Linked DNA regions of Sus scrofa: all the other regions are linked to region 3. The links are chromatin contacts, called in public Hi-C and HiChIP or PLAC-seq maps. All regions are on one chromosome and are shown on one strand. The core of a region is the stretch at or near the end of the contact, and the rest is flanking DNA. Distances in the headings are between cores, read along the strand shown.

The links. A called contact is a pair of places that touch in the nucleus more often than the background predicts. HiChIP or PLAC-seq counts read pairs in DNA pulled down with a chosen protein or histone mark.
Region 1: a contact with region 3 is called in a Hi-C map of liver, with 7 times the contacts expected there. The contact joins the enhancer-like site here to the promoter of ABCA1 in region 3. A contact is called at or near these places in 1 of 5 promoter capture datasets (liver), 3 of 47 Hi-C or Micro-C datasets (all in liver) and 2 of 2 datasets of contacts at active chromatin or transcription factors (alveolar macrophages and skeletal muscle).
Region 2: a contact with region 3 is called in an H3K27ac HiChIP or PLAC-seq map of alveolar macrophages. The contact joins the enhancer-like site here to the promoter of ABCA1 in region 3. A contact is called at or near these places in 1 of 5 promoter capture datasets (liver), 11 of 47 Hi-C or Micro-C datasets (alveolar macrophages, brain, embryonic fibroblasts and 4 more) and 2 of 2 datasets of contacts at active chromatin or transcription factors (alveolar macrophages and skeletal muscle).

The regions. Positions count from the first base shown.
Region 1 is chr1:246,172,296-246,176,738 of Sscrofa11.1, reverse strand. ABCA1 (ATP-binding cassette, sub-family A (ABC1), member 1) reads left to right here. Exons shown (of 51, transcript NM_001317080.1): 29 at 1-136; 30 at 1,764-1,888; 31 at 3,618-3,716. Among named protein-coding and RNA genes, the nearest start is that of ABCA1, 100 kb to the left of the region's middle. Within about 2 kb of position 1,643, at least 8 of the 83 cell types and tissues checked have an H3K27ac peak or open chromatin away from gene starts, as enhancers often do. A contact at or near this core is called in liver and skeletal muscle, where this site is marked.
Region 2 is chr1:246,344,930-246,349,761 of Sscrofa11.1, reverse strand. LOC110256014 (a long non-coding RNA gene) reads right to left here. Exons shown (of 3, transcript XR_002337123.1): 3 at 2,300-2,861. Among named protein-coding and RNA genes, the nearest start is that of ABCA1, 69 kb to the right of the region's middle. Within about 2 kb of position 2,366, at least 71 of the 83 cell types and tissues checked have an H3K27ac peak or open chromatin away from gene starts, as enhancers often do. A contact at or near this core is called in alveolar macrophages, brain, embryonic fibroblasts and 3 more, where this site is marked.
Region 3 is chr1:246,277,178-246,281,784 of Sscrofa11.1, reverse strand. ABCA1 (ATP-binding cassette, sub-family A (ABC1), member 1) reads left to right here and starts at 3,293. Exons shown (of 51, transcript NM_001317080.1): 1 at 3,293-3,572.

The DNA of each region.
Region 1 (4,443 bases), core at 394-2,893, 100 kb after region 3:
AGACCTGCTCAGCGGTATGGACGGCAAGGGCTCCTACCAAGTGAAGGGCTGGAAACTCACTCAGCAGCAGTTTGTGGCCCTTTTGTGGAAGAGGCTGCTGATTGCCAGGCGGAGTCGGAAGGGATTTTTTGCTCAGGTGAGAGGTGCTGTTCCAGGCCAAGGATGCAGGATCCCTGGATGGGCTGTAGGCTCCCTGACCAGTGAAGGCAGAGACATCATCATGAATATGAGATAGATGCTGGAGCCAGATCATCTGTATTTCAATCCTGATTCTGCTTGGTACACTCATATCTTTTGACGGGTTACTTCTCTAAACCTCGATCTCCTTATCTATAAAATGGGAATAATAATAATAACTTGACATATTGTTATGAAAATTAAAATGAGTAAGTGCTTAGAATGGGCCTCACACTAGTAATTACCATGTGTTAGGTTTATCATAAAGGAGAGCATAACTAGGATAAAGTTTAGAAAAACTGGCTGGATGAATTAAACTTTGCTAACTTCAAAGAGGATATGCCTAGATGCACTTGACATATGGACTTATTGGAAACTTGATTTTTCTCCAAGTTGATGTTTAATTGCAAACTGTTAGAAAAGATAACCAGAGGTCAGAAAAAAAAAAGTGCTAAACAGAGAAGACTCTTTCCACTCTTGCCTGCATATTTGCATGTGAACTTGCTGGGTAAGGGATGAAATTATTCCACTCTAAATCAAGAAATGTAAAGAAAGAGGTTACAGAGTTTCTTCCCTCTAGACAGTGTGGGGAATGCAAAGAATATGAGTTTGGAGCATACAGACTTAGATTTGAGTTGCGGTTGTGTTACTGGCTCTGTGGCCTTGGGCAAGTTACTTAAGTCTCTGAGCCTCAGTTACCTTGTTTGCTGATTAGCCATAGTGATGCTACTACTTAGGGTTGTAATGATAATTAAATGAGAGGATGCTCATTCAATATTTTCCCATGGAATTAATTTTCTGCATTGAAACTGGAGAACATTAGAAGCGGGGGCATCTTTGAATCAGTTTTTTAGGGCTAAATTTCTTCCTAAATAAATGGAAGAAGCTAAAAGAGTTTACTTAAAAGTATGTACAAGTCATTGTTTTCAGATAAAACAGGTGTTCAGGTGTTTAAGATGGTTTAACAAGGCTTTGGGTTAATTATGCTTTTTGAGGCTAAGGGGGTGGAGTGGTGGTGGCTGCTATTCTCATTCAATAGAGTAGTGCTGTAAAGTGGTTTTATCAGAGTATGAGATCTCAATGGGTCATCCAGTCTGTCTGCAGACTACAAATGAGAAAACTGAGGCCAGAGGGGACCTGACTTCACATAGATGTACTTGTAGTAGAGACAAAATGAAGCTGCAAGTTTTCTGGTTCTTGGTCCAGGCTTGTGCTCTCAGCTTTCCCCTGAGCTGAGCTGAGCTTTCAGGGTTTTCAGGGAAAAGAGGGACCCAGTGTTCTGAGTCACCCTGGCATGTGACCACTGTTCACTCTGTGAAGTTCTCAGCTTGATGCCCCTGCCAGGTGGCCACAGACTCTGGCCTTGTGTTGTCAGCTTTCAGAATTGCCCTGGAGGGAAGAGGTTTCGATTGCAGTCTCGGCCTGCAACCTGCCAAGAATGCCTTGGAGGAGCTGAGCCCAGACCTGTACACATCCGAGTGCAGGCTGATCTGGGAGACTGGCTGGACTCCCAGGGCCTTGCCCATGGCCTTCTTTCTAACCCTTGCCCTTCTGCAATTTCTCTTCCCCCCCACCCCTGATTATAGATTATCCTGCCAGCTGTGTTTGTCTGCATTGCCCTAGTGTTCAGCTTGATTGTGCCACCCTTTGGCAAGTACCCCAGCCTGGAACTTCAGCCCTGGATGTACAACGAACAGTACACATTTGTCAGGTGTGTGTTGGCCTTCCCTGCCAAGGTGGGAGGAGAGCTCAGGAAGGGTGTTTACTATGCTGAAGGCCAAGGGGAAGGGGCCTGGATTTATCAGCTGTGGCTACAGCCCTCATATGAACTCATATAAGATGCAAAGGATAGCCGTGAACAAAACTGAACTAATGGGCCAGCCCTCTTGCTGCATCTGAACTCTTTCTTCTTTATATGTTGTTGTCAGGAACATAGGTGTTTTATGTAAATAATCTGCCCTTGCAAAATCTATAATTGAGCTATAATATATTTGGGTTTACATAACTGCGTCTTTATTAACATGGGGCTTCCACACACTGTCAAAGCATCACACCTCCAGGTTCTTGTTTTCTGCATGGTGCAATCCATGTATTTATTATTTAGTCTTTTTTAAGTTATAGATAATGGCTAGTGTTTCTTTTTTTCTTTTTTTTTTTAGATGTAAACTTTTATTTTTTTCTTTCTTTTTTTATTACTCAATGAATTTATTACATTTGTAGTTGTACAATGATCATCACAATCCAGTTTTATAGGATTTCCATCCCACAACCTCAGTGCATTCCCCACCCCCTACCCCTGCCAACTGTCAACTTTGGAAACCATAAGTTTTTCAAAGTCTGTGAGTCAGTATTCTGCAAAGAAGTTCATAAAAGTTATCACGCTAAGTGAAGTCAGTCAGACAATGAGACACCAACATCAAATGCTATCACTTACATGTGGAAGCTAGTGTTTTTCTTTAGATGAGGAAAATACCAGCTACTGCATAACAATCCAAGGCTACAAACACATGGGACTGCAGGAATTTTCCTCAGTCCCATGGTATTCACAGACCTTTCAATGGGAGACATGTGCCAATGATGTCAAAGGGAAGCTCTAAAAAAAGGAAAAAAGTAAACATATGAATAGTCTCTTTTTCTCAAATTCCATGCTTCCTTCCTATTTAGTGCAGGTTTACGTTCTTCTTTCCTTTCCCAACCTTGTGTTGCCCAGGATTATGGAACACAGGCTTATGTTTTCCAGTTGTCTGTGTAAACATTTGGCCAATAAAATCTGCCCTTTCCTAGAAAATCCTGGTTGTTTCTGCCTAATGGATAATTGTGAAAGCACTTTTGAAATACTGATCTTCAGGGAATCCAAGTACTTCACACTAAAATATATATATATATATTTGTAGAGAGTTCCCATTGTGGCTCAGCAGTAACAAACCCGACTAGTATCCATGAGGATACAGGTTTGATTCCTGGCCTCTTTCACCAGATTAAGGATCTGGTGTTGCTGTGAGCTGTGGTGTAGGTTGCAGATGCTGTGGCTTTGGCGAAGGCGGCAGCCGTAGCTCTGATTCCACCCCTAGCCTGGGAACTTCCATAAGCCACATGTGCAGCCCTAAATAATTAAAAAAATAAAAAGTTAAAAAATATATACATAAATGTGTATATGTGGGTGGGTGTGTACACGTGTGTGCACCCGCTTCTGTATGTATAACTTATTTACACAAGCTCCATTTTGGGGTGCTGTATGTTGCCTTGATGCTAAATACACTCAGGCCAGAGGCTGAGTTCCTTGTAGGTGGTTCTGTGTTTTATTCATTTCCGTCTTAAGAGCTTGGCATACAGGAAGTACTTAATAAAATGTTTAATTTTCTTTTTTAAATAAACCTTTCCTCCCCCTAATTCATGGTTTTAATGAATTGCTGTGCTGGCTGCCTCTCATGTGCCCACAGTAATGATGCACCTGAGGACGTGGGCACCCAGGAACTCTTGAATGCCCTCACCAGAAAGCCTGGCTTCGGGACCCGGTGTATGGAAGGGAACCCAATCCCGTGAGTGCCACTTGAGCTGGGAGCCCCTCTGGGGCTGGCTTCCTCTGCTTGTCACCTTGTGTGATCTCTGCACTGCATTTGTCACTTGTTTGCCACGTTATGACTGCTATCAGTTGCCCTTTGAGTCATTTTGTATTTTAAAAAAGTTAATGTGATGATCTAATCAGACCATCTAGGAACATGATAGACTAGGAGAGTCTTCTGCATCCTGCCAGGCAAATCACTATAGCTGTTTTCTTACTGCTTTAGAAATTAATATTTAAATAGCACTTTGTATTTACTGACCCCTTCCCCCGCATGCCTATACTTAAGTGCAGAGATGGGCTCCCATTATGTATAATTTTCAGTTCTGCTTATCAGCTTCTTCACCCTAACACCCTGAAAAGACGACATAGTTTTTATAGAAATGATCGTTTTCTTCTTTTAGAGTAGCATATTTTTTATCATATGCTCCTCCAAAATTCTTTTTTTGAAAAGTAGGCAGTGTGTCAGTAAATTCAGTGAAACACCCATATGACTCTAAGTGTGTCTGGAGAGCTTTATGAGTAAAGGCAGAGAGGTGAGGCACTTCTGAGAAAGCTCAGTGATGGCAGAGGCAGGTTCAAGTTTCCAGGCTCAGATAGAATTTGCACTTGAGGTGGTTAACCACAGACTGAGGGCTTGTGGAGAGCCTGAGAAGGTGTAGAAAGAAGGTGTAGAAAGACTGACTCCTTCGAGTTCACCTTGT
Region 2 (4,832 bases), core at 1,117-3,616, 69 kb before region 3:
AGGGAGGGGAGTCTTGGAAAGAGATGAGGCTGGGAGGGGGCTGACTGGCAGGCTTGCAGCCTTTTCTGCTCCCCGTGCACTTCCCTTTTGGTAGGTGTGTGTTTCCCCGGCCTCTTCAGGAGGGGAGCAGAGCTGATTTTGCTTTTGTGATTTTGAGGAACAGCTGGGGCACTGAGGGGCAGGTGGAGCCAGGAGGAGTGTGATTTGGTTCCATGCACCTCCCTAGGAGATGCACTTTTTTGCCTCACAGGAAACCCTATGGTTTCTATAAACATGGATGCGGGCCAACTCCCAGATATGTAGGACTGAGAATGGAATTTTCAGGAAAGCAAGGCATTCCTGCCCTTTGAAGCTCCTATCCTGTTTTCCACCTGTGTGCATAGTAGTGTGGGTGCTAAGCATGTCTGCTGAATGAATGCAAGATCCCTCATATGGGAAAAGTCATAAGAAAGCATTCACTTAGTCTACTGCCAGATACAATTGCAGCTTCTCGCTGGGCTAGTCTGGGGTTGAAAATGTGTTCAATTGGTTATAAATTCAACCATTAAACACCTTATCAACAAACCCTAAGCAGTGTACTCTGTCCTTGCCCTCAATGAGCTAACAAGACAACTATCTCCTAGAAGGGGTGGTCTTTTTTACTTCTTTAATGGAAACCTGCGATCAATGGAAACCTCCATTTATTTATTTATTTATTTATTAATTCATTTATGTTTTGCCCCAAAGTGGCATATGAAGGTTCCCAGGCTGGGGGTTGAATCAGAGCTACAGCTTCCAGCCTGTGCCACAGCCACAGCCACAGCCACTTGGGATCTGAATTGCCTCTGCAAACTACACCACAGCTCACGGCAACACCAGATCCTTAACCCACTGAGCAAGGCCAGGTATGGAACCCACATCCTCATGGATACTAGTCTGGTTGGTTTCTTATGAGCCACAAGGGGAACTCTGGAAACCTCCAGTTAGGAGAACATCTTTACCTTCCTCATGCATGGGTCACTCATCCCATAGACCTTGAAGCTCTCACATTAGGTCTGTGGGTCAGGGGATGGGGGAACCTAACCTTGGGCTTTGAGCTTTTTATTTCTTTAAAATGGGGCACAAAATAGCTCTGCTGGTCTGTGTGATCACAGAACAACTTTCCTCAGTCTCAGTTTCCCCATCTGCAAAAGGGAAACAGTAACAGTTTTATAGGTTTCAGATAAGGATGGAAGCAGGCCTATGAGTGGGGCCTTGTAAAATGCCCTAGCCTGTCAGTTATTAGCACTAGGGCCAAAAAACCCACCTCAAATCAGGGAATCATTTGTGGAAACTGGTAACTGCCCTTTACTGATTGGGTGATCTTGGGCAAATTACATAAACTCGCTGCACCTCAAGTTTCCTCTTTTTTACATAGAAGGACACCTTGTCTGTTGGAAAGCATGATTTAAAAGAACGCAGTGGCACCCTCAGCACCGTGTCAGGCATAAAAACAGCACTCAGTCGGTGGTTCCCTCCCCGCACCACTCAGGGACCTCATTCCTGCTTGACGACTATGTGACAGCGTTTTCCCAGACCGCTCGATGCCCCCAGCCTAGAGGCCTTCTGCCCCGCCTCCGGCCACACCCGAGGCTCCACGAAGTGCAGACTTGGAGAAACTTGCAAAGAACAAAACCACCCGTCAAGGCCCGAGCCTGCCTGCCCGCCCGCACGCGCATGCGTGCCTGAGCCACCGCTCGGAGCGGCGCCTGCTAGTTACCTTTCACCTAGTTCTGCCGGCTAGCTGCGCGGGGTAACTCGAGGGTAGACTCGGAGCCCAGAGCGCTTGCGCGCAGTTCGCTCCGCGCCGCTCCCGGGCGGCCAGAGCGTTTATTTTTTGGTGGTTTTGGTTCCCCTCTAAAATGAAGGGTGTGGGCTTCGCAGATGTGCCCTAATTTCTGGGTCTGTCGGGGCTGGGCACAGTCTCAGGACGGTGGGGCGATCCAGGCCCCCTGAGCCGTCACCCCCGCTCATCCCTCCGCCTCAGACTTCGCCTTGCTTGTCTTCCCCCTGCCCCTCTGTTGTCTTCACATTCCGCCTTTTTCCACAACTGGCCGGGATTCAGCTCTGCCCTCTCCGCATATCCTTTTACCCGAAAGGCTCTTAGGAAAGGAGCCCCGGGTTTCCGAATGGGTCACGCGCCCGCAGAAAAGCCCCATGGGCACAAAGTTAATGTTCCTGTTCATGCCAGGGAGGGTCCCGGACTTAAAGACAGGTTTGACGTGAAAAGAAGCACATTCTGGGTTTTTTTTTTTTTTTTTTTTTTTTTTTTTCACTTCGCATTGGCTACGTTGAAGATAGCGGAGGCCTCCTCGGGGTTACTATAGGGCACCGGGCGGGGCGTGCGCGGCTCTGGGGGAGGGAAGGTTTCCTCGTTCTCAGAAACCACAGTCGCAGAGACGCTTCTAATTGTCAGGCGAGGTTTTCAGTTCCCAACCACAAAACCCCTTGTTATCGGGGGTCCTTGTTATCTCCTCTCCTTTAGGGGTCCTCCCTCTCTGACATCTGACCGAATTAGGGGCCGGGAACACGATCTAGAATGGGGGAGAAAAACCACTTGTGTGCAGACAACCCTCTCCTTCTGTGTGCTGTTCCCCTCTCTTCCTTCCTCTGGTTCCTGCAATCTAGTAACGACCCTACACGAAAGAAGGCCGATTTGGGTTCTTCCAGGCTGTACCACCGACCCCAGTGATTTAGAATAAGTCCCTTTCCCTCTCCAGGATCAATATCCTCATCTGTAAGATGTAGGGGTTAGTCTGGATGATCCTTCAGGCCTTTAAACGTGAGATTTTCAATTCTATAATGTCATGTCGCCTCCATCTCAGCATGGCCAGCAGGGAATGCTGTTAAAGAGAATTACCATCAGAGTTACAAGTTTGTTCCATGATTGGACAATTTGAGGTTTTTTAGGTTTCTCTGAAAGATTGCATAACTGTCTCAAGACATTGCATTTAAGGTTAAGTATATAGGTCATTTCCCCACTGTCCTAATAGACATGAGGGCACCCACTCCGAATTATATTTCTTTGACTATGCCATTGCCCCAACACAGTGTGTAGTACAGCCAGTTTATTCTCTTAAGGAATAGAGGAAAATTTTTGACTAGCAAGGATAGGGGTCTTATGCTTTCATTTTAACATGAATAGATTTTTAAAACTCGTGAGCAGATAAATATATCACATGAGAAAAAATGTGAAGGCTGAACATAGAGAAACCATTTAGAAAAATGTTAATCTGATAAATCCTAAATGAGTCCATACATTTTAACAGATTAGTATAAAATCCTGCACTTAGTTAAAAAAATTACTAACATACTTTATAAGGAGGATGGAAATGAGGTGCTAATAAATATGGAGCTTCTTTATATTTCTATGTTATGTAATGCTTATAATGATACAATGAGTTGAGTACAAAACAATTGTTTCCATTTTTCTGAGGAAGAAACTGAACCAAAAGAGATTGAATATCTGGCCCAAGGTCACACAAGTAGCATGTGATAAAAATGAAATCTAGGGTTTCTAAGGCCAGGCCTTCTCTTTATGAGAGTGCCTTCCAATAATGGGTGTGTGTGTGTGTGTGTGTGTGTGTGTGTATTTACTTGGCACTCATGGAGGTGGGGTGTGGAGAAATGGAAAGACCAGATTTGTCTGGATGTGAGGGAGAGTATAGACATTTATTATTATTACTATTGTTACAGCTGATATTTATGTTCCATTTACTGTGTTAGCATCTTGCATGCATGAATTCATTTAATTCTTTTAATAGCCTTTTAGGGTAAATAATATTACTGTCTCTTTGCTAGCAGCTAAAGAAACTGGGCCTAAAAAAGAGAGGAGTGGTGAAGCAAGAATTCACCCTGGGACTGACTCCACAGGAGGACCTTTGTTCTAGGGGTTTATGTTGGTTAAAATCTCAGAATGAATCAGCAATGACTGTGGGTTCAAGGAGTCACAGGGACATCAGGTTGCATGACTAGAAATCCATGGTAAAAGAATGGAGGGGTCTGTTCTCTTGTGTGATGATCAGAGCCCAGCTGGAAGGCGGAGCTCAGATCTGGGCAGCATCTATGAAGATGTGGACACTTACTGTAACAGGGCAGCCAGGAGCTAGGGGCTGTCCAAGATGAAGGGCCTGTGGAGGAGTTGCATTTGGCACCTCTGACCTCTCCTACCATCCTGGGACACTTCACATTCCTAAGGCCAAATACAGTATAAGAAGCAGTGTGGTATTGGAGTTTCTGCTGTGGTGCAGTGGGTTAATGATGTGGCTTGTCTCTATGGAGATGCTGGTTTGATCCCTGGCCCGGCCCAGTGGGTTAAGGATCTAGTATTGCTGTAGCTGTGGTGGACGTAGGTTGCATCTCCCTCTGGGATTTGAACACTGGCCTGGGAACTTAACATATGCTGCAGGGGCAGCCAAGATAAAAACAACAACAACAAAACACCTGTGTGGTATAGTTATAACAGCAAGGGATTCCAAGGCAGACCTACATAGTCTTGACTTTGCTTCTCCCTTCCAGCTGGATGATCTTCACTACATTCTTTAACTTCTCTGAGCCTCTGGTTTCCCAGTTATAAAATGGGGGAGAATCAGCCCTGCCTTGAGGCATTGCTGGGAGAACTTATTGAGATAATGTATGTTTAGTAACCATCCTCTGTTTCCCACTCGTATATAAACACAGAGCAAGGATGAGTGTAATCTTTGGCCAACAATTTAATGAGGTCCTTAAAAAAGATAATTTCAAATCATAAGCAAGGTCTTTACGTGGCTGAAATGGTGGACTTTAATGGTTTAGCCAGGTTTTTTAAAAAGTAG
Region 3 (4,607 bases), core at 2,044-4,543:
ATAATCTGTAGCTCCATGACCTCTAGCAGGGTCTCCAAGGCTGCAACTGCCTGAAAGGGCATTTCTGTAATTAGAAGATGCCAGGGTCATCTTAGAATAGAACTTCAAGACACCTAGGGTATATTGATAGAATTGGCTTCTCCAGAGCCACAGCAACAAAGAAGGGCCATTTTACTTGTTTGGGAAGAGTCATCTAGGGTGGGGACTTGGAGTGTTGGTGTTGGTGTTAGAGGAATTGAAGGATTTTGAGGAAAGCTCACAGAAGCATACTTATGAACAAATCAACCAGTGACATTCAAGAGAGAAAATTCTCATTTTATACATTCTCTTAGCCTCTGACTTTTGGAATTCAGTATTTCTGTTCATACGAACCTGTCAGATTTGCAAAATGTGGGTTTGATGTCAGCAGAGTTAGGTCCTTGTGTCCCCTGGCCATATCCCTCTTTGGGAGGTTGAGCTCTTTTACTGGTAGACATCAACACAAGTAATGAACATACTTCAGGCATTGCAGTGTGTTCATGTATTCATTTCAGAGGTGAGCAGATTCCTGATACCACAGGTTGTTCTTAGTTAAAAATGATCACATTTGGCTTTGGGGCCATAGACCTGTATATTTAGAATCAATAGCTGTCCTCTGGAGCTGTCAGCTCCATCTTGGTCTCACCTCCTTTCTCCAACAGCCTATCTTTTTCTCATTTGTACAAGACTTCTGGTCACTCATTCCCCAGGAGAACAATCTGAAGGATTACATTAATAGGGGTGCTCTTGGGAACTACAGCCTTCAGTTCCAAAAAGAATGATTCTGGTGGTGGAATTTTAAGCAATGTGATAGGTGGTGGGTGGTGGGGTGGGGTGGGGTGGGGTGGGGGATAGAGAGGCAGAGAAACATTATCACTCCCCCAAATCACACTTGGAAGGGTAGCACCTCCTCAGAGCTTCCCTTTATATCTAGAGAATCAGAGAGATTACTCTGCACTCTTTTCTAGGCCTGGAGTTTTAAAATTTTGACATGGAAAAATCACCCCCCCCCGTGAATTTTATTTATTTTTTATAATGATTTTTATTTTTTCCATTATAGCTGATTTACGGTGTTATGTCAATTTTCTACTGCACAGCTAGGAGACCAGTCACATATACATATATACATTCTTTTTTCTCATGTTATCATGCTCCATCACAAGTGACCATAGTTCCCAGTGCTATACAGCAGATCCCATTGCTTATCCATTCCAAAGGCAATAGTTTGCAACTATTAACCCTAAATTCCCAGTCCCTCCCACTCCCTCCCTCCCACCCCGTTGGCAACCATGTCTGTTCTCCATGTCCATGATTTTCTTTTCTGTGGCAAGGTTCATTTGTGTCATATATTAGGTTCCAGATATAAGTGATATCATGTGGTCTTTCTCCTTCTGACTTATTTCACTTAGTATGAGAGTCTCTAGTTCCATCCATGTTGCTGTGAATGGCATTATTTTGTCCTTTTTTATGACTGAGTAGTATTTTATTGCATATATGTACCACATCTTCTTAACCCATTCATCTGTTCATAGACTTTTAGGCTGTTTCTATGTCTTGGCTATTGTGAATAGTGCTGTGATGAACATGGGGGTGCATGTGTCTTTTTCAAAGAAAGTTTTATCTGGATATGGCATGGGAAAATTTTAATAGGCCATGGCTGATACCTAAAAATGACCTCGTTAGTCAGCTACCAACACCTTCTTTGTTTATAGTCATTCTTCCCAGGAGCTCAGCTGAACAAAATTCACTTTCAGAAAACCCTTGTGAGGCAGGGAAATAAATATATATTCTATTTTATAGGTGAAGAAATGGGGGCCGAAAGTTGTGGATCAGGTGGTACAGTCAATTTGACCCCAAACCCAGTCTTTTGGCTAGGACTGTCCTTTGACCTAGACAAGAGGGACTCCTCTTCTGGGCTCTGGGCCTCAAAAGGCTTGGCTCTGGCCAGCCTCGCACCTCATCCTTTCCTAAGGGTGGGCAGTCCACAGGACCCAGGGGCCATGCCACCAGAGTTATGAATAGGTGGGACCCTAGAATTCCATACCCTAAGGCCTCTAAGTATGTTTCCAGAGTCTGCCAGGGCCTTCCCAAAGGATCCGTCCTGAGTGTTAACAAAACCACTGACATGTGTACCTGGGTTCAAATCATGGCCTTGATTGAGTGTGGAGGGGCTTGTGCAGCTTGGGGTCCACATACATAGCTGGAGGTTATTCTGGAATATGATGGAGCTGGGGCAGGAAGAGAAAGGGGTCTGATGGTCAGCTCTTCCACTCCACCATTTTTTGCCAAACCCAAGTTACAGCCTGAGGAATCCATACTTCCAGGTTGCTCCAAAGGTATCTTTGTCAAGGTAGAAGATATTTTTACAGTTTGTTGGCTTGTTTTATGAGTTAAATAATTAAAGTATATGGCCCTCCATTTGTACACTTGCTTCTGTTCCTCCAATGTATGGGCCGTCTTGCTCCTGTCAAAGCCAATGCCAGAAGAAGTTGGTGAACTGGAATGGTTATGTAATTTTACAAGACTGTGATTCTCCAGCTGCACTTTGAGAATTTGTAGAAACCAAAATACAAGCCATATGTATTCATCTGTCACTGAGCCGCTGACCAATATGATGAAAATTAAAAGGGAGTTGGTCCACATTCTTTGTTTTTGTTTGTTTTTGTGGCCTCCCTCCTCCTCCCAGTTTGCAAAGAAAAGGAGCAAGACCACTTTTCAGGGGTCCTCCCTGGGAATCCTAAAAGTAATACTGAATTGAATTCCAAAGCCAGGGTTGGTGGTGGAAAACACACCCAGCCAATCGTCCAGGGGACCGCTTTGTCCCACATCCTGGGCATTTGAAAGGAGAAGACTAAAGGGTTAGCATCTTGAGGGGTTTGGGCCTAGAGTTCTGTTCCCCTCCCCACCTCCCCCAGGTCCTTCAGACTGAAAAAGTTAACAAAGGAACAAAAACTGCTGAAAGCACGAGATTAGAGGAAGCGATTTCTACTAGTGCTTCTGGCTGCCCTGAACGTGCAGGAGAGTCTCTAGCGGGCGCAGCCCCCTTCCCCGATTTTCCCTCTGGTCCTGGGCAGACGAGCCCAGCAGGGGCGAGAGGTTCAGACCCATGCCGGGGCAAGGCGGGCTGCACCACCACCTGCGCCCTCCGCCCCCAGTGGGCGTGAGAGGCGGTTGTCGCCCATTTAAGGGGCGGGGCGCAGCTCCACGTGCTTTCTACTGAGTGACTGAACTACATAAACAGAGGCCGGGAAAACGGGCGGGGAAGGAGGGAGAGAACAGGCTTTGACCGATAGTAACCCCTGTGCTCAGCGCCGCCGAATCTATAAAAGGAACTAGTCGCGGCAAAACCCGGGTAATTCCGAGGAAGAGTGAGTGCAGCCGGGGCCTTGAGGACACCTCTCTCCCCTGGCGAAGGTGGGCTGGACAGGGGTCTCCGCGCTACCAGCGCCGCCACAGCCAATTTCTCCAGGCACTTTGCTCCTCTTCCCACACTTCTCGGGAAGGATTTTTCAAGGGGCAGGGGCAAGAGACGCAAACACAAAAGTGGAAAACAGGTAAGACGCTCTTCAGCAACTCGGGCGTTACTGTTTTGTTTCGGGGCCGAGGGGAATTTGCGAAGCTCTGGGTTTCGGAGACTTTAGTCCGAACCCCCACATTCCCACCTCCTGCAGGGCAAATGGGGCGGGGGCAGCGTAAGTGGGGGAAGGCGTCCTAGGATGAGCTGTGGCGACCCCAAGACACGGCGCCGCTACGCTCAGAACTCGCCGGGCGGTGGAGCGGAAGGAGCATCTCTGAGCGCGGAGACCAGGGCGCAGTACTTAAGGGGCAGTGGAATCGGGGGCTTCCGGTGTTGCTGGGGGTGCTGCGCTCGGAGTCGGGAGAGTGGCAGGTCTGGCACCGAGCTCTTCCCTTTGTTCGGAAGCGCCTGAGCCGGCTGGAAACCTCTTCTGCTGCTGGTCGGACGGCGCACATCAGGACAATTGTCCGCCCTTAGTTCTTAAGGAGCTGGTCTGAGTTGGGCTTTGACCTGGGAGTCGGTCCCGTGCACCCCGAGACTGGAGCTGAGCTTTCTTTGCCCGCAAGAACGCGTCTGGGAGGTGTCCCAAACCGGGTTCGTAGCGCTATTGTTCCTTTGAGGCTTCGGGGGCTTTGTTTAACCTGGGGGTCTGCCAACGGTCTCTGCACGCTCTCTGGAGCTGGAATCCCTGGCGCAGCCGGAGACGAGTTTCGTTTCTTTTAAAAACCTTAGGCTTAAGAGAGGAGGGCCTGTGGAAACCGGGAGCTGAGGTGTCCATTCCCCTGCCCACCCCCCCATCTTCCTGCCCTTTGCTGCTTGTCTGCTGGGGGGCAGCTTCAGACTGGGCAAGGATGGGGAAGCTGGGGCGAGATGGTGAAGCAGAATGACCGAGAGTAACCCCGGAGGGCGGTGCAGAACTCGGAGCGTGGCGGCCGGCTGGGCTTCGCGGTGGGGGCAGGGAGGGCTGGGCGCCGGCTGCCAGTGGCCATGGGGGGACTGACCCACAGCGCCTCCTGGCCGAGTCGCCTGGGAATGGGCCGGTTGGCTGGAGTGGAGCCGGGCTCTAGGAGGC